Regions from separate parts of the Mus musculus genome. Here region 1 is linked to region 2. The links are chromatin contacts, called in public Micro-C maps. All regions are on one chromosome and are shown on one strand. Each heading gives the region's core, a stretch centred on a gene start, on an enhancer-like site or on the middle of the called end of the contact. The rest is flanking DNA. Distances are from core to core; before and after follow the strand shown.

What was found. Hi-C and Micro-C count contacts between places; a contact is called where the count stands out from the background.
Region 1: a contact with region 2 is called in a Micro-C map of muscle stem cells, with 6 times the contacts expected there. The contact joins the enhancer-like site here to the promoter of 1110002E22Rik in region 2. A contact is called at or near these places in 1 of 39 promoter capture datasets (the HPC-7 cell line), 1 of 15 datasets of contacts at CTCF or cohesin (the NIH/3T3 cell line), 8 of 484 Hi-C or Micro-C datasets (the HL-1 cell line, cardiomyocytes, embryonic stem cells and 3 more), 4 of 115 datasets of contacts at active chromatin or transcription factors (embryonic stem cells, heart atrium, neural progenitor cells and 1 more) and 3 of 9 other capture datasets (adipose tissue, liver and pancreatic islet).

What each region holds. Positions count from the first base shown.
Region 1 is chr3:138,102,011-138,105,162 of GRCm38.p6, forward strand. Mttp (microsomal triglyceride transfer protein) reads right to left here. Exons shown (of 18, transcript NM_008642.3): 13 at 2,933-3,030; 14 at 2,657-2,778; 15 at 1,077-1,304. Among named protein-coding and RNA genes, the nearest start is that of Gm52617, 17 kb to the left of the region's middle. Within about 2 kb of position 1,836, at least 16 of the 459 cell types and tissues checked have an H3K27ac peak or open chromatin away from gene starts, as enhancers often do. A contact at or near this core is called in the HL-1 cell line, muscle stem cells and pancreatic cancer cells, where this site is marked.
Region 2 is chr3:138,060,896-138,063,711 of GRCm38.p6, forward strand. It overlaps 1110002E22Rik (RIKEN cDNA 1110002E22 gene), which reads left to right and starts at 1,347. Exons shown (of 3, transcript NM_001370862.1): 1 at 1,347-1,403. All of the region lies in intron 1 of Gm5105 (predicted gene 5105), which reads right to left.

The DNA of each region.
Region 1 (3,152 bases), core at 586-3,085, 42 kb after region 2:
TTAAAAAAAAAAAAAAAAAGAAAAAAATCTAAGTATCAAGCACTCAATCTCGAGGGCTCTTCAGACAGAATAAGCCTCTCTGACTCCCAGAAAATCCAGCTGGACGAGTCACCTACAGCCCACAGCATCTTACAAGTCATCTACAGCCCACAGCATCTTAGACACAGAAACCGTTCCACATAAGAACTATTGTAGGACTTAGCACCAAGGAGCTCTGGAAAAATAATCCTGAAGAACAAGGTCAAGGAAATGAAAGTCTGTGTGTTCTCTCTGAATGAGCAAGCTTCTCTAAGAGCCTACGGCCATGACACAAAGACTGGTGTCAACCGGGTATTCAGGCCCTCACTTGTTTGACATCGTCAACATGATGCGCCACACTGGTTTTCATAATCATTGTCATCACAAATGATGCCAGGTAGCTCATGTCCTGCATTCCGGGTAAAAAAAGACAAGACACCTCGGTCTCCCCAGTGCAGGAAAACTGTGTTTGCAGGTAATACGAGCTCGGCTCTGTTGCATTGCAGGCGTTCTTTACTAAGCAGCTAATAACAGAGAAGGCAAATGGTGCTTACCTATAGCAAAGGGGAGAGGGCAGCAATAGCAAGAGGACCAAAGGCGTAGGGAATGAGCTCGAGGAGCCGCAAAGCTTTAACTTGTATTTTCTAGACATGCTTACAATTTACAAGCTGGGTAAAACGTCTGCTGTACAAGCAGGAGGCCTGATTCCAGTCCCCATCACTCACATAAAACCAAGGCACCCGAGTGCACAGCTGTGGTCCCAGTGCTGGGAGGCAGAGACGGGAGAATTCCTGGGACTTGCTGTCCAGCCATCATAGCTTAACTGAGCATGCTCTAGAGTCACTGAGAGACTGTCTCGAAAAATAAGCTGGAAAGCAATTGTGGAAGACTTCCAAGGTTGACCACTGGCTTCTACATGTTCTAACATAACAGTGCAAGGGCTGCTTACTGTGCTCCAACATGTACACATGCGAGTGAGCACACAAACACACACACACACAAAATGTGTGTGCTGGAACTCAGTAAGTATTTGCAGGCTGAGAAAGGTAGAGAATTACCTGAGAATGGTCTATTAACAGAATAAGCCCTTTCACCACGCTGACAGGGTCGCCGGATGCCGACAGCATTTTGGACATCAAATCACTGTATCCATTAAAAAATGTGACAGGCCTAAGCTGAACATCAAACAGGATGGCTGACATGCCAGCATAAGAGTCAAGGTTCTCCTCTCCTTCATCAGGAGTGGCTGCAATTAAGCCTTCCAGCCCTTGGGCTTCAATCACCACCTAGGGGAGAAAAGGACACACGGTTGATGGTCACAGATCCCCTGCTCCGTGGGTGATGGAGAGGTCTCTGAGCTACAGATAAACCTTTTTCAGGACCAAAACCTCAAGTAACTTCTGCAACTAGGCAAGAATGAAAACTAAACCTCTATGTCTAACATAATGGAGATGAATTTTCTCCATGTACTCTTCGCAATTACCCTTGAATGTGTGGAAGATTTTATTCATTTAGTAGACAGAAGCGAGGACAGGTGAATATTCACTTAGCTAGTATGTGGCAGAAGTGGGGCTTTGAGTCCTTGCTATGCGACTACAAAGACCGCAGGCCTCTCTTGGAGGGCATCACCGGTGGTGCTCAGTTACTTTCCCCACGCTGTCTCAAGCAATGGGCCTGCCATCTTCACGAGCATCTGACAGGAGATGGAGAGGCATGGGCACTCCACCCAGTCAGCTGTGCTCAGAGAGCACATTCACGCCTCTCCATGTCAAACTTTCATCCCTCACCACAAAAATGATGCCACACTATGAGGAAGTTCATGCCCAGATGACTAGCCCATAAGGAATTTTGCTTATTTTCCATCCTGCATAGCCAGGCTCTAACCACTGTGTGCTTGGCATTTCTGAGGGCACATGAGACAGCAGGTGGAAATGCCTTGGCATGGCAGGTATGGGATTCTGACCGTGGTGCTATCGAATGGGAAGATGAGTTCATATTGATGAGCACCCAAGTTTCCATAACAATGGATCATGTTGAGGCTTGAATAACTTCAATTAGAATGTTATAATCTGATATTCATAACACCAAAGTGATGGTATGGTTGACAGTAAAGATAAACCGTCATTTCGTTTAGGACTAAAATTCAACCAGTTCTCAACTGCTAATAATACTTGATTCTTTTCTTTCCTAGTGGTATTGGAGAAATATACGCTAATTCTTTTGTCTTTTTTGTACATTGAAATTTCTTGTCGGTGCAATCAGTCTCTGTAGAGATAAGCAAAAAAGGGCAAACACAGCATAAATGTAAATACTTGGGGATATCGAAGTGATGTAGCCCTGAATGAAAGTCTAACTAGCAGATTCTGGTACAGCTTCAATTGTGTGTGTGTGTGTGTGTGTGTGTGTGTGTGTGTGTGTGTGTGTGTGTGTGTACTACAGAATATATATCTGTACCTGTATCTGTAGCTGTATCTATCTATCTATCTATCTATCTATCTATCTACATCTACATATATATATGTATATATATATATATACCACCATTAACTTACAAACTAATTTGTACGCTATAAAATATATGCTATAATGCTGCACTCAGACAGGTTTCTTTCATTAGTAACTCTTGGGCGTGCGGTACCTGACTACCATGAAGCTCTGCCTTCCCGATGTACTGGAAGATGTTCAGGTTACTTCTCCTCAGAATGCCAGAGCCAGAGTAAAGGATGTCAAGGCTGTATGTGGACGCTGCACGGGGGCTACCTAATGACAAAAGAACCACGAACTCAGTCACAGTCCCAGCGACGAAAGGACACGGGGGCGGGAAAGCAGGGGTCCTCGGGGGTGGAACTCAGTCACAGCTCCAGCAATGTCGATGAAAGGGGGTGCAGGGGGGAGCTCCTCAGGGGTCACCTACGTTCTACGTAGCCAGTATAGGCAGAAGAGGATCCACTCTTGGAGAAACGGTCATAATTGTGAACAGCCATCTCCTTGAGAACTCGACGGATCATTTTGCTGCAACACAGAAGAGAAGGCTTTTCATTCACCATAATGTCTGTTTCCCAGATCAAATCGGGAATGCAACCAAATCCCCGGTGTTTAAAAAAAAAAAAAAGTCCTCATGCCACTGTGAGACC
Region 2 (2,816 bases), core at 97-2,596:
TCCTGTGACACCCCCCCCCCCCATACACCTCATAGACTTGTACTCAATTAACTACTTAAGGTTGGTTGGGTCCACCTCACACCCAATTTTAACCAGGGCTGCAGCATTTGATTATTGGGAAAAATGGTGAAAAGCCCTACAGAGGCACAAGCTTTTACTTAGCCTCGCTTTTTTTTTTCAGTCCATAAAGTGGAAACAATAACTACTTTTTAGTCATATGATTATGGAGGGCTTATTTCAATAACCACGTACCTTTTAGTACATTAAATAGTATGATAGGGCACCTTCTTTCAGATGCCAACTTTCACATGTCCATCCCTAGGCTTGGAAAGGTGCTAGCCACGTCCTAGGTCTTAGGCAGTGGTCCCCAGAAAAGCCTTCTTCACATAAGTGTGTGCTGAGAGCGATACACATCTTTATGGAAAGACCTTCAACTCAATATAAAGCACCACTGTCTCTTCCCTGCTGTGCCCCAGACAAACTAAGAATGTTTGTGGTTGGCCAAGGGTTTGGCATTGACTCTGAGGTTAAGTTTAACCTAATACATCTCTTCGTTTCCAGTCTAAGGTTTGCCTTCTGTGAACGGTTTCTTCTCTTGAATAGCACACTTAGTTATCTTATTATGCCAGATTTGGAGACCCAAAATATAAGCATGACCTTTAATCAGCTGGTGGGTGGTCTGGCCTTCGTTCTTCACTTCTTAAGTCATGTTAAGGTTTTACATACACTGAACTATCTCAGAAACCCTTCAAGGAAAGCTAAGAGACTTTCTCCTCAGAGAGAAATGTAACAACGCTGAGTCACTTCCTTTGTTGCTCCTGGAGTTCCCATATAAAGTTATCAACAGGGCATACCTTGCCTGTCTAACCACGCGTGCCTGCTCACCATGGGTTAATACTGGCAATATTAGTCACATCAATTGCTCAACACCTGAGGTCAGGCAGGCAACCACTGAGTTCATCTGTAAAAAAGTGATCAGAGTCATCTGTAAGAATAAAAGGCACGGTGGCTACCCACCTGTAAGAATGAAGGACACGGTAGCTACCCATGACTCCAAGCTACTCCACTAGATCTCAGACCACCCCTTTTCATGGTACCATAAACTAACCCAGAACTCTGAAAAACACCAGAAGGGAAACCGTGTGGAGTCCTTAATTGTCTTCTTTACCCTAAAGTTGGCTGCTGTTTTTCTATTTATACATTTCTTTTCTTTTAATAGTCAGCCCTACTATGGTGTTTCAGCTTATTTGATTTTAAACCACAAAGGGAATTTTTGGTTTGACTTAAAAAAAAAAAAACCTTTTGGAAATTGACTTTATATGAAGGAACCCCCACTACCACCATATCGACACTGGCATTGTTTAGCTGGAAATCCTTGAAGGAGCCACACACCTATTCTGAAGGTAAGAACCCACGTTAGAACCGAACCAGGCTGTGTCTGATTGTGGGGGAGGGGGTTGGGGGGAGGTGGGGAGCTTGGCCAGGGCTGGGTTCTCAGAGAGGGGAGACCTCAGGAGGTTTTGCGGAACTTTGGGTATTAAGAAATTATGGTGACCAGTTGTAGTCTGGGACCTTTAATCCTAGCACTGGGGGAGGCCGAGGCAGGTGGATATCTGAGTTCGAGGCCAGCCTTGAAAACACAGAAAGAAAGGAAGAAAGAAAGAAAGAAAGAAAGAAAGAAAGAAAGGAAGGAAGGAAGGAAGGAAGAGAGAGGGAGAGAGAGAGAGAGAGAGAAAGGAAGGAAGGAAGGAAGGAAGGAAGAAAGGAAGGAAGACAGGGAGAAAGCAAGCAAGAAAAGGAAAGGAAAGGAAAGGAAAGGAAGAAAGAAGAAGGGGAAGAGGGAGAGAGAGAGAGAGAGAGAGGGAGAGAGAGAGAGAGAACATTACCATATACCCTGTGTGTCAGAACTTTCAGTTTTATATTTTGCTAACCACAGGAAGAAACTCAAGAAAAAAAATCTGTTGTGTTGCGATGACAGACAGGGCCATATGACAGCGCTAGAGTGATTCTTCCTTGGACTATACAGAAACTCTCGCCTCTTGATTAGCCAGGAAGCACATGTGTCTCACACTGTCTTGGACTATCTCCAGGGCTTTCTTACTGCCCAAGGCATGGTCAGCCTCAAAGAAAAGTAAAAATGGCGAGCTCAAAAGTCTGCTTGCCTGAGAGAAGGGGACTATATTTAATCCATTTTATTAACAGAATCGTGTTCCTTAGCCCCCCAAGTCCATAAAGTGTTCTCGGGTTGAATATCTGAAATAAAAACAAACAAACAAACCTCAACCAGTTACATAGATTATTTGTGGTCATGCAGATTTGATAGTTGACGGGGTAACAACTCTGAATGGTTTTGTGGGGACCCACCTTGACTGTGGGGACCCACCTTGATTGCCTATCGTAACCGTAAAGGTCTCCAGCTGGACTGCCTAGGTTTGAATCATGCCCTACCTCTGTGTCTCAGGTTCCCCGTCTATAAAATCAGTATAGTAATTGTACTTAATTCATGTGGTTCTTACCAGAATTCAATCATTAATATGTGCGTAAATGTTAAAAATGTTCCTAGTTAGTTGTACTTACTAATTAAGAAACTAAGATTTGGAAGGTATTTCTTTTTCTTTCCCATGACCCTGAGTTATGGCTTAATAACCATTGCTTTATTCCAGATGTTTTCAGTCTCTTCTGGGCACGTTTTAGTGGCAGTAGAGAGGGCAGAGGGCTTGTCCTAGGGAGAATGGTGGGGTTGGGATGCCTACAGGGAGAGAAGGTAGACGCTGCAGTTGTCAGGGGTGACTACTTCTCACTTACGCACATGCCTA